Linked DNA regions of Hordeum vulgare: region 1 is linked to region 2. Evidence: chromatin contacts called from public Hi-C data. All regions are on one chromosome and are shown on one strand. The core of a region is the stretch at or near the end of the contact, and the rest is flanking DNA. Distances in the headings are between cores, read along the strand shown.

Region 1 (4,181 bases), core at 960-3,459, 320 kb before region 2:
TTTAGAAGTAGCATACCAAAATCAACACCCCAATCCGCATACTGTCGGTAAAGAGATCTTAAGAAGGCCCGTCCAGCTCCAATATCAGTATTTACACTCATAAATCCATGTGGCATCCATGCACATGTTTTATGGGTCAGGCCAATATCACGAGCTGCCCATTGCCGACCATTCTCTACATAGGGTTTTCCCTGAAAAGGATAAGAAGGCACCACACTTAACAATAATAAAATGAAGTTCTATGACATTCGACACCACACTTAACAATAATAAAATGAAGTTCTATGACATTCTTTGAGTGCACATCATATTTTTCGCTTAGGTGGCATCTATGTTACTCCCACTGTGGGTAGTCTCATTTGGCAAAGAACATTATTGCCTCCTTTTAATAATATATTTATAACAGTATGATAGATACAGTAATGATAGACCATTGAAATCCATGAAGGTATCTCCACTGCTCCCATTATCATATCCCTTCATTTCATTATATTTCACAAATAAATTTATAGATTGCAACGCATGGCCAAGAATTCCATTTGTCTTCTGTTTTAACAGATAATTTTGAAACAACAGTATTAATAATCTAATAGCATTCCAGAAGAGGAAGCATACCGTCTCAATGTCCAAGATGGGTGTGTTCGCATTAACAGCCTGTGTACTTATTCCTTTCATTAAATGGATGCCGAATTTCAAACCCATCTCATGAACCTTGCTGGCAATTTGACTGAACCCTTTATCACCTTTGGATGATGGAAATCTTTGGAGGTCGGGAAACGGTCGACCCCACTCATCAATGTTGTCAAATCCATATGAATCTGTATATGCCCCATCAACATACCTCCGGTACCACAGGTAATCAATAACTGCATACTACCAGTAGGCAAGGGACAGAAATTTAATCAGATTCATCGTTGTTCATATTCTCTTATGCCATTAAGTATCGCCAAATAAAAGAATTCTGGTAGATCACCTGATATCCATGTGGTAGTAACTTTTCTGCCAAAATCTTTGCATTTTGCAAGTATGCAATTTCGTCAACTGTCCAAGAGAAAGAATCATAGGAATTCCATCCTCTTGGTGGTAACTCAGCATGTTGTTCATTTGCCTCAGAAGTAACCCTGAAAATGTTCAGTATGAACTAACTGGAGTCATTTCTCTTTAGCTTAATATCTGTTTGGCTGTCAAATGATTAAAATTATTGTCCAAAGGGAACATTTTCTTCTCAATGCTCGCTTAGCTCGTAGGAGTACTTCTTTTACATTAATACAATTATGCTACTAGGAAGCAAACCTAGGAACAATGGAACCCAGGAGGTGGCGTATCCCACCGACGAAGTATATCCCGTTAATGTATTTGAATAATCTTCTAGGAAGTCACTAATAAATGCAAGGCTAGGAACAATGTGACGTAAATTAAACAGAGGTGAAATCTTGATCAACGGGAGCAAACCGACTGTGTCAGAGAAGAAGAAACATTCACATATTAGTGATGCGGCCATCCTTTTCTTCGTAATCTCCTAAAGAAAACTGCAGGAGCTTCACAAACAAAGTGAGATTATATCTTAGAATCATTTAGGATCTGCTTCTTTTTTGTTTCCTATTGTTTTTGAGGCAGAATTTGTGTCCCACATGTTGTGCTAAATTATTTTCATATCATGGCACAAAATTGAGAGATGTATTTCCCTACTGTTTTTCATTAAAAAGGAAGAAGATATATTTGGAGCATATAATAATCTAAGAACAACACAATCTTGTCGACAATCAGATGCGCAATAGGAAATCTCGAATCAACTAATAATAACCGAAGGGGGCGTCCCGAGCTCTGGAAATATCTGGGACCCAAGCAGAAGAGAAAGCATTTCCGCCTAAAAAGACGCTGGTTGTGCGCGAGTGACACTCAGATGCGGCGAAATAATCATGAAACACGCACAGGAAACGCCACGAAAAGCGCATCGTTCTGGAGCATCCAGGTCACGGGACGAGATGGGAGCCGCACTGACCAGAGGCAGAGGAAGATGACGAGCGCGCGGAAGAAGAGATGGCGACGCCATGGCGGCGGAGAAGTTGGAGCTCCCAGTCCCAGTTCCATGCCAAACCTTATGGAGGTGAGCTGAGCAGAGTGGAGTGGAGAGGCACAGGCGGCATGGTGGTGAGATGGGCGAGCGATGATTGATGCACTGGAGGTTGGGAGTTGGGAGTCCGTGTCCTGTGGTGGGGCACAGAGGGAATGTCGTGTCGTGCTGCGCGATGCGGTGCGGTACGTGTGCGTTCCAAGCGTGAGAGTTGTGGCGTGTTTGGTGGCGCAAAATTTATGTTATAACCTTTTGTGCTAATAAAATTCGAAAGTGATCTTGTTTAATTTTTTTAAATGGCCTGTTATGATCACTCTAACACCCTTGACGATTGGGTTGCTTGGAAGACGACACGGTTCGTGACGTCTAACCCGTGGTTCGTACGACCGGCTGGCTCATTGCCCAGCTGACATGACAAACGGCCAGTCGTCAGGCACTCTAGTGTATGGTCCTTCCCGAGCGGATCACACAAGAGCTTTCTGGTAATATGGGTCACGTCATCGAGACGTCAAGGTACTTGACGTTTGGTCATTTATCACGTGCAAACGTCAGGATCCTTTACGTATGGTCATTTATCACGTGCAAACGTCAGGGTCTTTGGCGTTCGGTCCTTTGTCACGTCAACATATCAATGGGTTAGTCGGTTGTGCCGAACACGGACCAGATATCAGGGATCATGGCGCCTCCCATATTGACGTGACAAAAAAATCACTTTTTTTTTTAAAAAAACAAGGTTAATTCTGAATTTGTTAGTACAAAAGGTTAAAACACAAAATTTGTCCTTTTTGATGCTAGCCTAATTTTTCTCTCGCATGGATTTTAAAGCATCTACCAGTCAGACTCATTATCATTAGAAACGCTCTAAATCAGTCGTTTCCCTCTAAGTTAGGCTCGTGAGGTGCAGGGTGAAAAATATTGTGTCGAGCTCATGTCAGCACGGAGATGACGCGAAGGCCCCTGAGCTTCCTCTTTCTGTTTGACAAGCAGGACGTTTAGATCAAGAAGGCACTTGCGGACGCCCTTCTCAAACAAAAAGAGGAAGCTCGTTCTGAATATTAGCGGGAGCTTACTCTTTGAGAGACACGCTTTTCGAAGAAGAGCATAGCCCTTAAGGCCAAATGTTTGGGCCTTGAAAGGTAGCTGGGTTCCCTGAAGAGCTTTATTGGGGAGGCAGAGTCTGTGATGGAAGACAGTGAGAAGACTCCGGACAAAGCCGTGCAAAAACTCTCCAATTGTAAGGTAGAACTGTCACATCTTGAAACGTAGAACACCCAACTAGCGAGTGATTTCGCGCGACGGGGTGAAGAGATGGACTAGCTCCAGGGTCTACAAAAGATGTAGTGCGACGTCTTCCAAGATGTTCGCAATCGTGTCGATAACGTATCCAACGTATCGATAATTTATAAACTACTCATGTCATATTTACCTACGTTTACAATACTTTTATATGATTTTGACGCATTTTATGATTTAATTAGAACTAACCCGTATTAACGTTGTTTTCAGCAGAATTACCGTGTTATTGTTTTTTATGTAGAAAATAAAAATTCTTGGAATCGCCCGAAACTTTTTAACAATTTTTTCTGGACAATATGAGAAATACCGAAGCGAAGAACCATCGGAGGGGGCCACCTGCTGGCCACAAGCAAATAGGGCGCGTCCACCCCCCTAATTTTACTGAAGCAAAAAACAAAAACTTAACGTCCAGTACATAATTTCTCTTATTTTAGTGGAGCGTCAAAAAATTCTAAAAACACAGTTTTACTATGCAAATTCTTTGTGTTGTCATATTTCATAACCTTTAGAGTCAGGGAAATATGGTGTTCATTCAGATATTTACACATTGTTCTGTTTTTGACAGTTTCTATTTTGCATGCATAGTTTGCTTGTTTTATTCTTTCCGTAGATTAAATTCAGCGATATAAATTATGGGAATGATATAGTATAGTAGGTATTATGTGAGAACAATTATTAATCTTTTCTTGGCAGTACCTAAGGGAATGATTTGTCTTTATTACACTAACCCGTCTCACGAAGTTCCGTTAAGTTCTGTGTGATTAAAGTTTTCATGTTTTGGGTGAGATACCAATATGATGAGAATAAGGAG
Region 2 (4,268 bases), core at 1,227-3,726:
TTATCCTCTTCCAGCCGCGTCGGAGCAGGAGAAGGTGAGTGGCGGCGCCCTTCCATGGCAGCCTCCGCCACCTCCCCTCCAATGCACTCCTCCTTCTTCCTTTGTTCATCTACTCCTCTCTTCAGGTGGCTGTCTTGGGGTGGATGCATGCCCGCTCTTGATCTAGGCCCTCTCTTTCTTGCTTTGTTTCTCATTCAGATCGCCATCTTTGGGTGGATCCAACCCATGCTAGATGAAGAGGAGGATGGCGTAGGGAAGGACCGGCGTTGGTGGTGGTCATATGGTAGTGGTGACTGGTGGAGGGAGGAAAATAGTAGGGCAAATGTTGCCTTCTCTGGATCCCGATTTCTCCCCCGTGCCACCGTGTCGCTAGGAGGACTCCGGCGGTGATGATTCCAGCCAAGCAGCAGCGAAAGACGAACACGATGGAGACACACAAGCAAGTGACCAACGGGCAAGTGGCAAGTATGCTCTATGCCTTACAAGTCACACATGCATTAGCTTTCCCTGCAGGTAATATAGCTAGCTTCTACCTTACCTTGGATCGGTGGAAGTCCCAGTGCTCACAATGTGTTCGACGAAATAACAGTGATGTTGTGCTTCCGAGGTCATTCACAAAGAGGGCACATGTACACACACGTACATCGCCGGATGCGTCCCTCTCCACCTGCAGGGTGATTTGTGTGGCACAACCCTCCTCACGTCTGAGCACTACTAAACAATAAGCATAGCCTTAGCGATGATGTGGTGCTGCACCGCTAGCTGAATTTTACCATTGCTGGTGCTAGATAAACTTTGTGGTAGCTAAATTTTGCTATCACTGTTGCTAGCTAGATTTTGCATAGACATAGCGCTCATTTAGATGATCCAAATATGTAATTTTTGGTGTTAAGATTTTCTACGGATGGTATATCAAGTGGTCGATTGTGCCCTTTTCTAAAAATGCAGTCTCGCATTCTCTAGGGAGGCAGTGCAAGTCCTTCCTGCCAATTGGAATTTGGGGATTTGATAATTTCTTTTGTATTTATCATGTCTACTTGGTCAGAAAACATGAGATGCAAAACATGTTTTTCCACTTGAAGTGAAATCATGGACTGAAAATTCTACAGATTTGAAGTTGCATGGTGGATTGACTGCATGCTTTATTCAAGGTTTATTAATTCATCACCCCCATTAGTTCAGTCATGGTGAAAAAGATATGAAGGTTTTAATGCCAACAATTGTCATGTCATGTCTTGGCCAAGGATTTGGTTTTCACAGTGTAAATTAACTGATGATGCATGTCATGGCCTAGGATTTGGTTCCAACAGAAGCAACACATATTCATCTTACCCACTGCCCCGTCAGTAGATGTCAGTCACATTTTCCTGATCCTATACTTGAGCCAAGAATTCATGGCCCTGTTTTTCAGCAGGCTACAGTAACCAGTTTGTCACTACTTCAATGGATATAATAAAGTATACTTGTCATTGTATATGCAAAAGCATGTTTCCGGAGTACTTAACACATGCGGCTCTCTAAAGGAATCCATGACCAAATTTGTTGTATGATTAGAACTGGCATCAGTTACAACATGTAATTTCCTTGCAAAGTTTCGCAGAGAACAAGCTATGTGGGAATTTCTTCCAATAGCAGCAACCTCCGAACAAGCAAAACTATACTATGTAAATAACTTCCAGAACCATAGTTCTCTATTTTCTTTCTAATTTTACCTTTCCCTGTATTGGATTTCCATGTACTGACCACACTCCTTTATCAATGAAAGCAACGCGTGATTGCCTTCATATAAAAACACAATGTGTACACGTACGAGGCGATGTATAGCAGGAATAGGAAAAAAATGTTGTTCGAAGGAGTGTGCAAGTGTATGGTTTCCTAGAATTATTTTCTTGGCGTAAGTTACTATATTCTCAATATATATCACATTTTAAATTATCTAAAAACAAAAAATCACTACTTGAGTTGTAGTAATGAAAGTGATTAAAATCTCTTGCTAATTAAAAGTGTAGTTTGGAATCTTGAACTGCGTTTTTGTATGCTAAGATCATCTTTGTTTGGGTCATAGCTATAAATTCTCAGATTATATACCATTATTTTAAAATTCAAAACGTGTGATAATATTTTCTCCCGTTACAACGCATGAGCCTTTTTGGTAGTTATGATCATGGAACCACTGCAGCGCATGTCTGATCTGGCCACATCTAGGGGATTCCTAGCCCTCCTGGCAAGAACCGGATTAAAGCACCGGTTGTCGATGTTCGCGGACGATGTGATGATCTTCTTAAAACCATGCGAGTTGGACCTCCATACTTGTGTGGCAGTTCTCCAAATTTTCTACAAGGGCTCAGGTTTGCGGGTCAACCTCACCAAAAGTGTCGCTTTCCCTATCAAATGCTCATCACAGACGATGACTATGGTGGAACGGATCCTTGGCTATCCTAGTGGATCATTCCCTGCATGTACCTCGGCCTACCATTGACCCTGCGAAAGCAATCGGCGGACCACACTTACTGGCCTTGTGGACCAACTAGCAGGAACCCTACCGAGATGGAAATCAATAAAGATGCCAGAGAGTGGACGGCTACTTTTGATACTACATTCAGTCCGCTGCGTGATCCCCTTGCATGCAATGCTCGCCCTCAGGTTGCCGCATAAAACCATCGTGACATTCAACAAGATTTGTCGTGGTTTCTTGGGGTGTGCCAGACCACAAGCTTGGGGAGGCCACTCTGTGGGAATATCCTATTTAACGCTCTTTGCATCAAACTGTCGGGCAGTAGCATGCGAGCGATTTTATATGGGCTGGCCCGTTAACATGTCTGAGTGATTCCGGCTTTGGGAACCTTCTAAAGGTTCCAGCCGATTTTTTCCGGTTTTGCGAAACTTCTAGAAGGTTCAGTGAACCTGTTTTTTAGGTTTCTTTTTCGTTTTCTTTTCTTTTTTTCTTTTCTATTTCTGTTTCAAAAAATGTTGTGAATTATCAAAAAATGTTTTGGATATTCAATTTTTTTTCTTTTTTCTTTATTCTTTTTTGTTTCTTTTTTTTCTGTTTTTGTTTGAAAAATGTTTCGTAATTTAAAAAAATGTTCCGGAATTTGAAAAAATGTTATGTAATTTGTAAAAATGTTCCGTAATTTGGAAAATGTTCCGGAATTTGAAAAATGTTCTTGAATTTTTAAAAAATGTTTCAAATTTTCAAAAACAATGTTCTCGAATTTAATGTTTCAGAATTAGTAAAAATGTTGTGGAATTTTTGAAATTCTTGAACAAATTCGAAAAAAGATTTTTTTAACTTGTGAACAATTTTTAAAACTAGAACATTTTATGATAATTCAGAACATGTTCTAGATTTTGTTTTTGCTTCAAATTCTAAAAGAAACTGAATAAAGAAAGAAAAAATGAATAAAAAAGGAAATAAACAGAAAAGGAGCAGAAAAAGAAAAAAAGACATAAATGGGCCGGCCCACTCGGGCAACCCCTATGCATTCGCTCGGTAGTTGGTCGGAGCGAGTGGCGCATAGGAGGTCCCCACTGTGCGGTCATCTGGGACCAGGTATGCTCACCCAAATGGGCTGGTGGGCTAGACATTCTAAATCTAAAGTAGGTGAACATCGTGATGCAAGCCCGTCGACCATGGTCACAGAGCTCGTACAAATCAAGGCCTTGGGCCGAATTCCAAATAAAGGTTCCCGCTGCAGGACATTAGCTATACGAATCGGCAACAAAATGGTCACTTGGCAATGGACAAAGCACCATCTTTTGGGAAGATCAATGTCTAAATGGTCAAAGGGTAAGGGATCTGGGCCGACAGTTTACGCGCACATTACAAACAATATCAGTAAGACTTGTACACTCGCCCAAGCTCTTCGGAATAATACATGGGCAAGGGACGTTCGGCCGGACATGACTCACGCGGTTCTCATGAAATACCTCACGTTGTGGATGTGCACCACGAGGGTGGATTTGGACCCCTCACGCCAGGATCAAGCATATTGGTCATGGGAATAAAATAGCGACTTCTCGGCAAAATCCGCTTATGCAGCAAGGTTCTAGGGACGTAAGGTGATCCCAACGGCGGAATTCACATGGAAGTTTAAAGCTCCAACGCAATGCTGCTTCTTCACTTGGATCGCCATCCAAAATAGATGATGGACGTCGGACCGTCTAGCGCGACGCGGCTTGACCACCAAGAGCAATGCCCGCTATGCAATGAGGATTAGGAGAGCATAAGTCACATGCTTCTGCACTATATCATTGCACGGGAGGTT

What was found. A called contact is a pair of places that touch in the nucleus more often than the background predicts.
Region 1: a contact with region 2 is called in a Hi-C map of leaf, with 7 times the contacts expected there. The contact joins the promoter of LOC123401014 here to the enhancer-like site in region 2. A contact is called at or near these places in 3 of 6 Hi-C or Micro-C datasets (leaf and seedling).

The regions. Positions count from the first base shown.
Region 1 is chr6H:346,728,678-346,732,858 of MorexV3_pseudomolecules_assembly, reverse strand. It overlaps LOC123401014, which reads right to left and starts at 2,209. Exons shown (of 14, transcript XM_045094732.1): 1 at 2,003-2,209; 2 at 974-1,121; 3 at 616-873; 4 at 17-191. The coding sequence starts at 2,091.
Region 2 is chr6H:346,412,964-346,417,231 of MorexV3_pseudomolecules_assembly, reverse strand. No RefSeq gene overlaps it. Among protein-coding and RNA genes, the nearest start is that of LOC123402033, 260 kb to the right of the region's middle. Within about 2 kb of position 2,476, at least 2 of the 3 cell types and tissues checked have open chromatin away from gene starts, as enhancers often do. A contact at or near this core is called in leaf, where this site is marked.